Linked DNA regions of Macaca mulatta: region 1 is linked to region 2. The links are chromatin contacts, called in public Hi-C maps. All regions are on one chromosome and are shown on one strand. The core of a region is the stretch at or near the end of the contact, and the rest is flanking DNA. Distances in the headings are between cores, read along the strand shown. Region 1 has its middle 67 kb from the start of HNRNPA3. Region 2 overlaps LOC106992627 (a long non-coding RNA gene).

Evidence for each region. A called contact is a pair of places that touch in the nucleus more often than the background predicts.
Region 1: a contact with region 2 is called in a Hi-C map of sperm, with 3 times the contacts expected there. The contact joins two enhancer-like sites. A contact is called at or near these places in 4 of 14 Hi-C or Micro-C datasets (fetal cortex germinal zone, fetal cortical plate, fibroblasts and 1 more).

Annotation. Positions count from the first base shown.
Region 1 is chr12:82,058,912-82,066,353 of T2T-MMU8v2.0, forward strand. No RefSeq gene overlaps it. Among named protein-coding and RNA genes, the nearest start is that of HNRNPA3, 67 kb to the right of the region's middle. Within about 2 kb of position 4,585, at least 13 of the 40 cell types and tissues checked have an H3K27ac peak or open chromatin away from gene starts, as enhancers often do.
Region 2 is chr12:81,730,458-81,738,090 of T2T-MMU8v2.0, forward strand. The region is part of intron 11 of LOC106992627 (a long non-coding RNA gene); the gene reads left to right. Among named protein-coding and RNA genes, the nearest start is that of HNRNPA3, 400 kb to the right of the region's middle. Within about 2 kb of position 4,079, at least 7 of the 40 cell types and tissues checked have an H3K27ac peak or open chromatin away from gene starts, as enhancers often do.

The sequences.
Region 1 (7,442 bases), core at 3,335-5,834, 330 kb after region 2:
GGTGGTGAAGTAAAACGTAAATGACTGCCTGATTTCCAGTCTCTCATTGCCAGTTTCCTCAAAGTTTCCACTTACGCATTTGCCTCCCTTACCAATTTCGTTTGAAGTTCCTTTTCCAAAATCCTGAACGGCATGTTCCCAGGATACATTTACTTTTTTAAAAAAATCATTCAGTGGGGATTTTCCAACTGAAATTTTTTTAAAAAAATGGAAGACTAGAAAGGGGACATTCTTTTTTTTTTTTTTTTCAGCTTTTTCATTTACTGTCAATTGATTGTATTGGTATCTGCAGAAGAAAGATGTAGATTTTTTTAAAAAAAATTGTAAAACATTCCCCTCTAAGCTCTAAGCACATTTTTCTTATGGAAAATCATAAACCTTCCTAAAGTTTCCTGTATTTTGTTATTTATTGTGAAAGGATTTAAACTAACATAGATATGCTTCCATTTGGAGATTATATTTAAATTGTTAGTTTAAAAAAAATTAATCTTTATTAAATGTCCACAAGGTATAGAGCATTCTTCTTTTTTTTGTGCATCTAGGCTGACAAAAATACAGAGGGGGAAGAAATCTATGAAGTTTAAATACCTTTTATTATGAATTTAAAACAGAAGCATATACCACATTATAGATTGAGAACTCAGTTTCACAAGGCAGCAATTTCTATTAAAACTATTATTTTAGGTCAGGTGCAGTGTCACACCCTGTAATCCCAGCACTTTGGGAGGCCGAGGCGGGCAGATCACGAGGTCAGGGATTCAAGACCAGCCTGACTGTCTTGGTGAAACCCCGCCTCTAATAAAAATACAAAAATTAGCCAGACGTGATGGCACACACCTGTAATCCCAGCTACTTGGGAAGCTGAGGCAGGAGAATCACTTGAATCACACGATCTTGGCCAAGATCATGTCACTGCACTCCAGTCTGGGTGACAGAGCAAGACTCTGTCTCCAAAAAAAAAAAAAAAAGCTATTATTTAACAGAGAAATTACATTCACTGGCCAATTTAAGTAAATTGCATGTACTTAATTTACAAATTTAAGTAATTTACTTACTTAGGTAAGTAAATTAAATTTCCTTATCAAATACCACTGAACTACCTGAATGTTTGTTTATTAATCCCATAATTTAGTATGGCTTAACAATAGCCTGGATAATTGTTAATAATTGGCTAAATCACTGCTTTCCATCATAAAGACACTTACCCATCCTCAAGTTGACCACCATCTTGTTCTCTGTGAAAGACCTGGCTGGTAGATAGGGCTGCCTCACTAGCACCAAATAAATATTCCTTACCAGCCACAAAAGGAAAATATATTGAGCCAGATTAGTAACATTCTAATAGAAAATGTGGCATTTTGAATGAGGAAAACTACTTCAGTGAAAAAATTGGGTAAGATTCCCACAATGATCAAAGAACCTTAAAATGCAAGAGATTCTCCAGTGGAAAATGGTCTGATCTTTATGAACTAACTGCCACACAAAAGGCAAAAAGTCAACACAAAAACTGATATTTTAAAAATCTGTTCCCCAATAATATTTTGCAAAGATATTATACACACACACGTACACACACACACAGTAAAGGAAATATAAATGATGAATGATGCTGAACTACTTTTGTAGCTGTTTAACAGTTACAGTCTTGGGGTCTATGTATGCACAAAAACACCAAGTAACCAAATGATTTAGTTAGACATTAAGCAAAGAAAGTCAGTGAAACTTGCTGTATGATCTGAACAACTATTTGGGCACCCAGACAAAGAGGTAAATTCACCACTTACATATAAATGAAAAAGACAGGGTCAGTAATATGCTTGTTGTGATGCAGATTAGGGAAGGGTAAAAAATGTCTTAAATGAACACTTCAACTCTGGTATATGATTACAAAGCTAAAATCCCTGCAGTATACACAAATACAACTGGCTAACTTCAACATCCCAGGAAGCACCCACGAGGATAAGATATACTCTGATTTTAATGTCTTCCTGATCCCCTCAAATGGCCTAATATGTATAAACTTGAAAGTAAATTCTGTAGTTTCTCAAGGGTTAAATTCTTTGTTGCAAATAACTCTGAAAAAGTATCCCAGTAAGAATCAGGTTTAGACTAGTTCAGCAAGAGGAACTGTTCCATAATGAGGCTTGGCCTGGACCAGTCCCAGGAGAATTAATTTTGTGCCGTAGAACACCTAGATAAATTAGTTTTGCTTTAAATATTGAGTCCTAAAAGAGTTAAAAGAGGGAGAATATCAATCAATAATTTGTAGATTAACTACTTTGTATATGACAAAACAAAATTAACTTTGGCATTATAACCCCTTTCTCTTGCATTTCTGATAAGCCCCAAGTTTAAAATAAGTAATTAGAGATTTAAAAACCAACCAAATAAGTGCATTTGTTTCTTGTTACAAAATACTAATTCACTGCCTAGTTTGTAAAAATAAAAATAAAAATTACTCATACATTTTGCAAAATTACAAATATTGTTATTTGTATTAAAATAATCACAGCTGAGAATTAAGAATTCAGAAAATATATAGACAAATTCCTGTAGGGTTTTTTTTTTCATGGAATTGCTTAAGGAATTAAGCTTTAAATTTAAGTGAAAAATAATATTTCAGTTAACAATGTTAGGTTCTTGAAATTATATTTTCATTGATTAATTCCTTCCAATGTCTACCTATTATTTCTCTTTTATAAAATTGATTTCTATTGAAACATTTGTGCAGAATTAAAATCATATCTACAAATGACAACAAATTTAACCTAAAACTCTCTGTGTTTTAAAGGCTTTTTCTGGTTAAATGCCTACCAAAAATGCAAATACAAAATTCATTTCCATAAGAGATGAAATCAGGCTTTTAACCTAGCCAATTGCCCACATAAACAATCTTCAATATTATTTGGTCATCATTTGGTAATTAAAATGGAAAATCACAACCATGCTGAATTTACATCCAGGTGCCAAAAAAGTTATTTAGCAGATAACTAGAGATAGAGGAAATGTCTCTTTAACAGATTCTTTTAAGAATACATCTACAAGAAGCATCTGGCTTTCAAACAGTCATAAAAACAAGAAGCAGTTGAACAGTGGCACCCAGAGGTGAAAAGTATATTACTTCTAGAGATTTATATTGTTAACTATAATCTGTTTTTCAGTCATCCCTTTTTTCACTTCCAGATTTGTTTCTAGTATCATACCAGAAATCACTTTTTCTTTGTTGCATATTGAAATGCCATATTTTAATAAACAGAAGTAAACGCTTTCTTTTAGAAAATGTACTTTCTTTATTAAATTGCATGTCAATTTCCCTCCTTCAAAACAATAAACCAGTTGAACACTAGGCAAAATACCTTTCATAATCAAATATCATGTTCACTCATCTACTTTTAGCCTATCAAAATTATTAGCAAAGGTATTTTTAAGAAATATCTCTGTGACTACTACACAATTTCCATATACTCCAAATTACATTTGTGCTAAAGATGTTTTTACTGGACCACCGCCTATCCCTGAACCAAAATTATAACCCTGGAGAGATTTTTAAGAATTCCATATTGAACCCCTCCCATTATTATGATAGCAGGGGATGGAAATGGGAATAAGAATGCTGGACAAAAGAAAAGGGAATTAAAATACTTTTTTTTTCATTCCACAGGAAGTTTAAAAATAACAAAATCTATTTTGACCAAAATCAAAACGCGCCTGCCGATTTTAATTAAAGTAGCTCTATACCTTTGAACCAGCCAACAAGCAGCTGCAGTAAGCATTTGGCTGGCTCTGAGTTCCTAAGCTAAACTGCAGAAAAACGCCTCCTCCTGGATCTAATCACCTTCGGCGCCTCAAATAAACCTTAGCATGTGGGGCCAGCACAGGTCAGTTTTTTAAGAGCCTCCGTAGAACACGGTCTTATTTTTGTTCCTGAGTTGAAATGCACACATGCACTTAGCAGAGAAGGTCTGCCTAATCTATCACTGGTTTTCGTCTGTTACTGGGTTTCCATTACCTTTTGTCAGACGTTTTCTCCAATATCCTCGCTGCTTTCTTTTTAATCACCTAAGGAGCAACATTGATGTGACAAGCTCCAGAAAAAGGCTCGTCCTTTCTTATCTGCATCTTCAGCCTAATGATGAGGAATTGGTTCCATAAACTTGAAAAAGGCAAGAAAATGCTGCCAAAGTCATTATCCACTACTTTAAATTGGAAAGAAAAGAGCTGTCCCTTTTTAGAAGAATGGTAATAACGTATAAAATACTTGTACAAAGCCTACAGCATTTCATATAAGAAATAAAGGGAAATTGCCCAATGCAATTTAAAAGAAAAACAAAATACCTTCATTTCCCACTATGCGAAATCTACATCAGAATGTACCCTCGATTTTGCATATGAAGCAGAGTGCTCAATTGCCTGCCAGAAATGAGAGCGAATTATGCCTGCACTCAAGTTAATATTGAAATAATCTCCTTCTTTTTGATACCTTCCTCTCGTCCCTTTTTCCCTTTCCGTACATTGCAGTGTCATTGCCTAAATCAATCTTTGGGCATTAAGGGTAGCTTCTAGGGAGCTTCTCAGTCGCCAGCCTGCTACTTGCCGGGGGCATGGGCTGTGAAGTGCAGCTGGATGGATGCATGTCTGCCTGCTCGTCTTTAAGTCTCATGAAGCAAAACCGCAGGCTTTCTCGTACTCAAAACCACACCATCATTGTCCATATTCGGGGATTTCATTACAGTAACAGTTTGAAGGAACACTAGGCTTACAGTCTTTTGAAAGAGCAGACCGTAGGGAAGCTGCTCCACATGGTTGGACTGATCTCTCCAGCCACTCTTTGAACATCCACTGCTGTTCCGAGATGTGCGCCCAGCGGAGACGACACGCGGCAGTAGACCTGGGCGCCACCTAGTGGATTCTATTGACTTGGGGGAGTCGTCAACGCGTGGTGGGGTATATAAGCTCCAGGGAACAATCCCTACAGCCAACCTAGAAAATACTAACTACAGTCGAAGCAGTAGGGAAGGAGTCTTATCTTAAAAAAAAAAAAAAAAAAAAAACCAGATGACAAAAGAAGCAAATGATTCAAATGACTGACAGGAATTTCAAGAGTGGTTTTTCAATATAAATTTTAAATCTTTGAAATGTCAAAATGCTTTATTATTTATATCTTTATTAAGAAAAAGAAAATATAGAAAGTTTATTTTGCCAAAATATTACCACTTTTCTTTAATCTGCCAGATTGGTCACATTTTGCCTTAATAAGTTTATAATTCAGTAAGCCAATCTAAATGGAACTGAATTTTTTATTTTTCTACCATCTAATAAACATATGAGTCTTTAGAAAAGCTGTTTATAAAATATTCCACCAATTATTTCTCCCTTCTTCACCCATTCCATTCACAGTTTCCATCCCTATTGTCCCCTAAAAGAGGTCGTGCTCATTTTTCCTTCTATTCTTTACATACACACATTTTCTGGAAGAACTTCAATTTTCTTTGTGGCAAAGTTGTGACTATTACTTTGTTTGAGATCAAATTCAAAATACAATTCCTAGAAAGTTGTACCTTCAATTGATCCACATTCTGCAATCACTTCCTACTTTATGTTTCCAGATACATTTTATTTAACATTGCCACTTGATTACAATTTTCTAATTGTCTTACCTCTACAAGTTGTACTTTTGTCTGATCCACAACCTCTGCCTCAGAAGAGGAACCTATTAAATGTTGAATAAATAGCTATAACATAAGCAGATAACTATCTCTCTCAAGATTTGTTAATAAATACTCTGGTTATTCTACCCTTTGGATGTGCTAAATATATCAACAACAACTAACATTTATTGAGGTGTTTTACTTGATGGTCACAACGGCCCTATTAAATAGATACTACTATTATCCTTATTTTATAATTGAGGAAAGCTACTTCTAGAAGGTTAAGAAATTCACCACATTGATGCAGGCAGTAAGAAGTAGAGTTGAAATTTGAACCCGGTCTTTCACTCCAGAGCCTATACCCTGAACCTCTGTACTTCACTGTGTCTATCTTATATGCTGTTATTAAAATATGTGATACACTATGATCTTATCACTGGTTGTATTATATTTTGATGATTCACTTTATAAAATTAAATATTTCTAGTTTTATCCCCTGTAAAATAAGTTATTTTAGATAGTTGCTAAAATTATTCAAATTGTTAATTTTTTTTACCATGTTTGGTCTTTAAAGAATGAACTTAATATAATCAAAAGATTTGCACAAAGGAAGGAAAAGAAATTACTTTACTGATCAAAGGACCGATGCAGGAAAATATGCAAGCTGACTGCATTTAGCTAAGATTGCAACAATGAAGTGGAAGAGCTAGGGGAAATGGGAGATCTGGTAATAACTGTTTCTTTGTTTTTTCAGTTCACCTAACCTATTTAAACATTTTAATTTAGAAATGCTCCTCATACTTCTCAGGTTTGGTCTCATGAGTAAGCAAATCAGGAACCCACAAGAACCCACAGGAACCACCTGTCAGGTTTCATTTCAAGGGAATTGGAAAGGGATCCTGACCTCCTAAAATATTTAAAGATGTTTCAAATCGCACTCTTAGAGCTTCTTGAACAGAAAAATGAACTTTTAAAAAAAAGAGACAACATCGGTCATAATTGTTCATCACTAGAAATAACCCACAAGTCCCTAAAGAATAAAACAGCATGGCAAATAATATGGTAAATTCATATAAGGAAATATTATTCAGCATTGAAAATGAATGCACTAATGCCACACTCAATGTGGATGAATCGCAAAATGTAATTTTGAGCAAAAGCAGCAAGATACAGAAGAATACAAATGATTCCACTTACATAAAGTGCCAAAAATGGTGCTTTATTTCACAATAAAAATGCAAAAAGAAGTACATCCAATGGTCATTTCAAAATACATCCAGGGAAAAAAAAAAAAAACATAATAAGCTGTGCCCATCATTTATGTTTTGGTGAAAATAAGTCTATTAGCTCCATGATTGCAAATAGTCTTGAGAGGGAAGGAGAGAAGAGCACGCATGAAGACTCTAAATTCTAGAAGAGGGTAGTGGTGAGACTATGAGCTCTGGAATCACACTGACTTGGATTAGAACTAGAGCCCTGCCATTTACTAACTGTGGATCTTGGGCTGGGGTATAAATCTCTCAAACTCTCTGTTCCCCACCTAGAAAATAAAGATCACAGTGGGCCCAACATCATAGGGTCATTTTGAGGCTTATAGCATGCACTAGTTTTCACTAATTGTCCAATAAGTGGTTTTTTTCTTTCCCAAGATTGGAAGTAGAGGAGGAAATCAGCACAGGGAGTAGCAAAGGAAAACACTGGGCACTCACTGTGTTTCCTTCCCACTCGCCCCCGGGTCACTCCCCTACCCCAAAGGCTTCTCTGTGAACCACTAACACTTGCTTCTCTAGCAAG
Region 2 (7,633 bases), core at 2,829-5,328:
CATTTGTCATTTATCTACTAGTTTACTCACTCCAAAAAGATAGACTGAGAAGCATTTCAGATATTTCTGTGTTCCTTCCTGCATCATTAGGGTTTGTAAAAATGTTTGAGTTTTCTAAAGTCTATATTTAACAGTATATTAGAGAGTCTATTCACCCTATTCCTCTAAGAATGAGCCTTCTTAGGCTCATTTCTTATATCGTGTAAAGAGAGCTGCTTTCTGCCTTCTCCAATAATCTCTGCAATAGCCAGAGCTACCCCAACTATTGTTGGCAGCCAGATTCCCTGCCTGGCTTTGACGTGGTCAAAAAATAGTTAATCACACGTTGATTTTCAGTGTATGGTTGTAGGGAGGATTAAGGAGTTCACCCTGGGGAAACATAAATGGTGGTAGCGATGGGGACTAGTTCCTTACCTCACGTTTCCATGGCCTCTGTCCGTCATCAGGTTGTGTGGACAAGCTGGTGCTTGACTCTGCACGCACAGTGGATAGTTTCAAGTCCAGTTGAGTAGGGAGGGAGATGTTTCCCCTTCCAGCCAACTGGCTAAAATTTCTTCTTCTTCTCACAAATTTAAGCCTAGCAGTAAAATGGTAATGCTAAATCCCAATCAATTAGTATTCACTGGAAGCCCATAACATTCCAGAGCCATGATTCTTGCCCTTGGGAATTTTACCCTAATGAACTATGAATCATAGGAGAGCCTTCTCCACATTAACTCTGTGTACCCTTCCAGATGAAGTCATGGTTGTAGCCTACCCTAAAGGTAGAGAATCCAAAGGAAAAGAAGGCCAATGCTGCCCAAGACTCAAGGTGTGCTAGTGAAATGCCAAGAAGAAAAAGACATTTACTATTTAGTGGGGATATTTCCAGGAGAGAAATTTCCAGCTTGTACGAATAGCATAGGAGGTCACCAGCCTCAGGCAGATGGTAGCTGTGAGGCCACACCAATCCTTCTGTCCTCATATTGACAGAAAGAGGCCTCCACTCGGGAGCTCTGGTGGAGGCCTGGCCACATTTGGGAGCCTGAGCTGGAGACAGAGCCACATCCTGTGCTTAGTTTGAGCCCTGGTCTTTGATTTTGGCTGGCAGAGCCTGAAACCCTTGATGATGCAGGGATGAGCACATTTCCTGAGCTTGGAGTGGTCAGTGCAGGCAAGTAGTTTGCACTTAATGCCCTTTGGGATCTTGGGCTTGACCTCCTTGGACTTCACAAGGGCCCTGATAGCCTCAGTTGATTCACTCGTGGCCTTGACATCACTGACCTGCATCTTCTTCCGGCCCTTCTTGTGCTTCTTGGCAAAGTGCATGTTCCTCAGGAACTTGGGCCCACCCTTTTAAGGGATTTACATCTTTGACATAGGGGTTTCTTGATGCCATTTCTGTTCCATTTTCAGGACTAGTTGTGTGTAGTGTGGTTCTTGGACTTGGCCCTATTTACACAGTAGCCCAAGGCTCCCAAAGCAACTAGTAGCAGTAGAGAAAGAGTCCACCCTGTTTCTTTGTGCTATTTCTTGTGTCTCTGTTATAATAAGAAATAAAGTAACTTATAAAATACCTTCAAAAATTGTTATTGTATCCCCCCAACAAGGTGATAAGATAGATACTAATATCTCCATTTTACTGACAAGGAAACTAAAACGCAGGAAGAATACATCCCTTCTTGAGGTCATGCAGAATTAGGGCCTTAATTGAAGTCCTTTTCCTTCAACCCCCGTGCTTTTTGCCATTATAGCTGCCTTCACAGTCTTTCACTGGATTTTTTTTCCTTTGGGTATTTCACAGTCATCTCAAATTGAATTTATCCAAAACAAAATGCCTAATTTCTTCAAACTGTGTCCTTCTCCTGTTTTCTATATAAGAAATCTGCAAGTCATTTTTGATACCTTGTCTCTCTCACTTTCCCATATCCAATCCATCACCACGTTATGACGATTATACCTCCAAAACACCCCTCTTGCTACTTCTATCTGGTTTAAGCACTCCAGATAGTTGTTAAATAAGTGTCGAGGTAGAATATGTGTAATTAAGAAGGATACCAGGAAGACAAAGTAGCTGGGAAGTGAGCTAGATTTCCTCTTAAAGATTTTGAAAGGTCTCTTCAAAAAAAAAAAGAAAAAATGTTAAGCTCATGGGCCATCATATTTGCTTTACTATATCGTGTAGTATTAGTACATGTAGTCATAGTAATATCTTAAATTTTCATTTTAACTTCCCTAGGTGCAACTGAAATTCTTTCTGGAACAAAGCAGTTAAAATTAAATCCATTGTGGTTTAATAATAAAGTAAATGAATGCCTTAGATCAATTATCTAGTTTTCTTCTCACAACTAAACCCTTTAGCATAGGCAAACAGATGTTATTATAATTTATAGATTGAAAACTGAGGTTCAGAGAGGCAAAGTGACTTGCCCAAGGTCACACAGCGAGACTAGACACCAGAATACTCATGCCAGCAAGAGTGTTTTTTCCTAGTAAGCTCTGCTAACTTCTTTAACACATCCTCTCCTCATATTTTAGTGCCGAGACAACACCAAAATAGAGACTAGAAAATGTGGCACATATTCACCATGGAATACTATGCAGCCATAAAAAAGGATGAGTTCATGTCCTTTGCAGGGACCTGAAGCTAGAAACCATCATTCTCAGCAAACTAACACAAGAACAGAAAACCAAACACTGCATGTTCTCACTCATAAATGGGAGTTGAACAATAACACATGGACACAGGGAGGGGAACATCACACTGGGGCCTGTCAGGGGGTTGGGGGCTAGGGGAGGGATAGCATTAGGAGAAATAACTAATGTAGATGATGGGTTGATGGGTGCAGCAAACCACCAATGTAACAAGCCTGCACATTCTGCACATGTACCCCAGAACTTAAAGTATAATTTAAAAAATAGAGAATAATATAGGAAATTCACTGATTTAGCAGAAATCTGTGGCACATACACTGGCTCAGAGAACATAGTTGTTGTTGTTCCTCCTCCCCCTCCTCATCTTCTAGAGACTGTGTGCACACTCCAACAAATGAAAACAAAGACCTTAATAAGAAACTTTCCGTATTGGTAATATGACAATTCTGAGTAGGAAAGAAAAAAAAAAAAAAACCGTAATGGCACATTTCTATGATACTCTTTAGCACACTGATTCTTTCTGCCCTGGATACAAATCGTGCAATAAGTGACTATCAGTCTTGCTGAACCTTCACTCAAAATATCTTCTGAAAAACGGTCTTTTCTTATGGTCCTTCTTGTAGTTAGAAACTATGTCTTTTAAAGAAATTCAAGAAGCAAGTCAAAGCAATATTTTAATTTACTGTTTGCAAGGATTGGGTTGGGTCACTCCAAAATATAATCTTTTTTTTTTTTTTTTTTTGTCAGCTCTATAGCCTAGGCAAAGTGTTTCTTTTCTCTCCAAGTACATGTCATTGAAAAATTTACCACGAAATTCCTAAAACCTGGATCTTATGCTAAAGTGCACTCCTAGCAGTGCAGACAAAGGTAATGATTTAGAAAATCTTTCAGTGATGTGGATGAGAATGAGTATTAGAGCAATTCCTGGGCAGCAGAAAAAGACTCCAGTACTTACATAATCCCAGTGTACACACATGGCTTCTGCTACAATTCTTTTTTGTTAAAACTTACCTGGCTTTGCACAAGACCTCAAATGCGGTGAATTCTAGATAACACCTAATATTTATTCATGCCATTGTCAAGAGCATCTTTGCAGTTCTTGCCAAGGTCTGTCGTTGAATGTGTTTATCCAGCTGCATGGCAAAAACATAATACACAGTCATCATTTTACTCAGTCACCTACTCAATATTTTCTTCTATGATTAAATTAACTCATAAATATTACACTTTTAATGCGAGAAAGCCATGGTTCATACAGCCAGTTGAATAGTTGTTTGTCCATTATCTAATGTTGCTGGGCACTCAGTCATTTCATTATGGAGTTTGAAATAATGAAAATCATTGCATTTACTTAACATGCACAATAAACAGACCAGGATCCCTCCAAGAGCTCCTTTATTATGCAGTGCAAGGCCACAGAGGAAATTTTGTAAGCAGCACAAAGAACTGTGGGGGCTGTGTTGGAAATGATTTTGGTGTATACAAGCAAATCTGCTCTAATTGTCTAAAGCCAAGGACAGAAATGCTGGCTCGATTTGCAGCTGGCACAATTTCTGGCTCAAGCAAGTAGAGTTGCAAATAAATACACACATTTTGATTTTGCTTATACCTGATTCACTACCAGATTGTGCCCAGAACCCCTCTAGGCTATTTCCACGTACTATGGCATTTTTGAGACCTCTTCCTCTAAATATCCAAACCCAGTCTGGTTTTTTAAAGCAACCTACAGCAGGTCTTACACATTAATCTCCATAGTGTAAAGATTGAAGCTTGAGGACAAGAATCTGCCTTTGCCCTCCAATGCCAGCCCTAGTGACAATAGCATCATATGCATCCACATGGATACCCAGCCCTAGAGACAAGAGACACATTCCGTAGGATCATTATGAAATCACCTCCTGAATGGAGTCTTTATAGCTGGCACTGCAGGGCAGTTATCTTTTCTCGAATTATATCCAAATTTTGCTCAATCATTCTGGGAATAGCCTTGGTTAGCAATTGCTCATAATGTCAATGCTTTTGAAAACTTTTTACTGTCATTTTATTGTTTTTATTTCAAAAATAAAACTTAAAGGAGCTTGAAAAGTAGATTTTTAGATGATCACACAAAGGCCTGATTTCAGTAGTTTCAGTTCTGTGCATTTTACTTTATGTGCACCCACTGAAATTAGCCAAAATTAATCCATATCTGAACAAAGACTATGGATACAAATGAGCCCTAACTTCTGAGACTACTCAGTGCAGTGCACTAGCTGAAGCGTTTGGAATGCATTGGCCCTGGGAGGCGAGGAAGTTATAGCAAACAACATATGGGCTCTAAAATCTGGAACTATCCAAGACAGAACAAGAGAGCTATTTTCACTTTCCTTGTTCCATTTTTTTCCTCCAGAAGATGAATGATTTCTAACCACATTTTACTCTCATCTTTAGAGCTGGATCCTGAAAGAACCAGGTTGGTTTAAAATGGCTGGTGGGTTTGCAGGCCTGTCTGATGATTACCTCATGCATCTGTGTCATCTGCTTTCCTTGTTGTGTGAAAACACGGTGAGGAAATGTGTAAGTCCACTGAATTGTTCCCGACTCTTTTATTCACCTTTCAGCATGCTAGTTCCTTCCCTTGGCATTGATATCATTATGCATTTGTCAAAGATAAACTGTCACTTTAGGGCCTCTATTATGTGCAAGAATTGGCAGCAAATTTTACCACTGGGATTTGCTTATATCCTCTGTATGTTATTGTACTTCTTTGGCATTCAGTAAATTCCATGCACCCACTTCTTTGATGTTCATTCCAGCCCCTAAATGTGGAAACAATGACTAAAATTTTGGATCAAAGCATCCCATAGATGGCAAGCAACACAGCTCTCTGATAATTCACTAGAACAGAGAGTATCTCCCCTCCCCCACTAAATCTAGGCCAGTAGTCCTCCAAGAACAGCTCTGGCTTCCCCAGAGCTGCAAGGGCATGTGAGGAAGTTGAAGAAAACGACTCCAGGGTTTTAGTAAAAGGAAATAAACTAAACTGGATAGCTCTTTGAAAGCTCCCGGCCATTTCTAACTATAGGGAAAGCAAACCTTTTTTCCAATTCCTTCACCACGTTCTTTTTCCTGGTCCTGCTCTAACTAGCACTTGAACTGGGCCAGCCTTTTTTCAGCTTGGAAAAAGACCTATTTTTTCTATCATGTCAGCCTCACAAAATGGCCTAGATTTTTTTTTTAAATGAATCTTTAAAAGGAGAATTAAAGGGTCCATGGACTGAGGAATTTTTTAAGTAATTGAAAAATCACAGAACTACCAAAATCTGAACTAGTAACTTTTGCAAACTGGAATTAACTGTCTGGAACACACTTTCAGTGTATACTTGTGCTTTACTCCTGGGATGCCCGTGCAAATAATTACTTGATTCAATTTATTTCACAGGTCAACTTTGACTCATAAAAGTATTAAAGCAGGTAACCCCCCAGGGATGCCAGGAATACAGATGAGCAAATAGATATAAAACTGTTGTAAGCAATTGGCAGGGTTTGGGGGTGGGTATTTATAAATCTAGGTTATTTATGGTTATGTTTTCACTTCACACCATTTAGTATCCAAAATGTGCTAGTTATAATTAATACGCAATGTTGAGAACTATTATAGAAGTACCATATTCCTTTTAAATATAGTGAAGAAAATAATTGTGTTTGAGGAATCTCATCCTGTGTAAATTAGAATTCCCAGTAGAGTGGCATAATTGAAAATTGGGCTGACTGCACGGAATGGGGAACACGATAGTGCATATTCCATCAAAAGGTAGCGCACCAAGGTGGCAACTGACAGCTCTTAAAGTAAGTTTCAGATTCTCTCTCTAGATAGGAAGTTTTTACTGCCTGACATATGCAATAGTGACATCCAGTGGTTGTAGAGATAATTACAAGTGTGTCTTATTTTAAAATATATAGTTTTATGTTAGAATCAAATATTCTGTGTTGTCCAATATTGTCTATATTTTGTATTTGGAAATATGCAGGTCAATAATTCAAGCTAGATACCAAGTAATGAAAAATGCACTGTTTATCTACTAAGCAAATTCCTAAGTCTTGTTATTGTTACCTTCTTGTGTTTTAATTTTAGTAAACTTACAATAAGTCTACTCTCCAAGGGTCTCTCTGGCCCTCCTAAGCACACTGGATGTCTTTACAGGCATAAATGGGATGGTGTGCATACTACACAGACAGCAAAAATGGGAACTGCATTTTACCAGTAAATACTGGAGAAAAGGCATCTGTGATCCTGACATGTTCATTGCTGCAGAATTGCTCTAAGAAGTTCATTAAGATGTTTTCTAAGTCATTGAAGAGAAATAAGGATTCAGAAAGAAGGAAGGAAGGAAAATAAAATGAAAGAAAAGGAGGGAAAACGGAAGGAAAGGAGGAAGGAGGGAGGGAGGGAAGGAAAGAAGGAAGCGAAGAAGAAAAAAAGAAGGAAGGAGGGAAGGAAGAAAGGAGGAAAAGGAAGGAAGGAGAGAAGAAAGATGACTACACATTAATCTTTATTAAGTCTTGGCAATGAAGATATTAGCCTCCTAAAGAAAGTATTGGTTGTTGTTTTGTTTTTTTTTTTTAAAGACGGAATCTCGCTCTGTCACCAGGCTGGAGTGCGTGGAGTACAGTGGCATGACCTCAGTTCATTGCAACCTCCGCCTTGTGGGTTGAAGGGATTCTCCTGTCTCAGCCTCTTGAGTAGCTAGTACTACAGGCATGTGCCACCACACCCAGCTAATTTTTTTGTATTTTTAGTAGAGATAGGTTTCACCATGTTGGCCAGCATGATCTCGATTTCTTGACCTCATGATCCACCCGCTTTGGCCTCCCAAAGTGCTGGGATTACAGGCATGAGCCACTGTGCCTGGCCAAGAAATTGTTTAAAATTGCACTTCAACTGCCAGGAAATTAAGGCAAAAATAAATTTTTTTCACTAAAAAATAAATCCTGCAGGCACACCTGTAGTCCCAGCTAC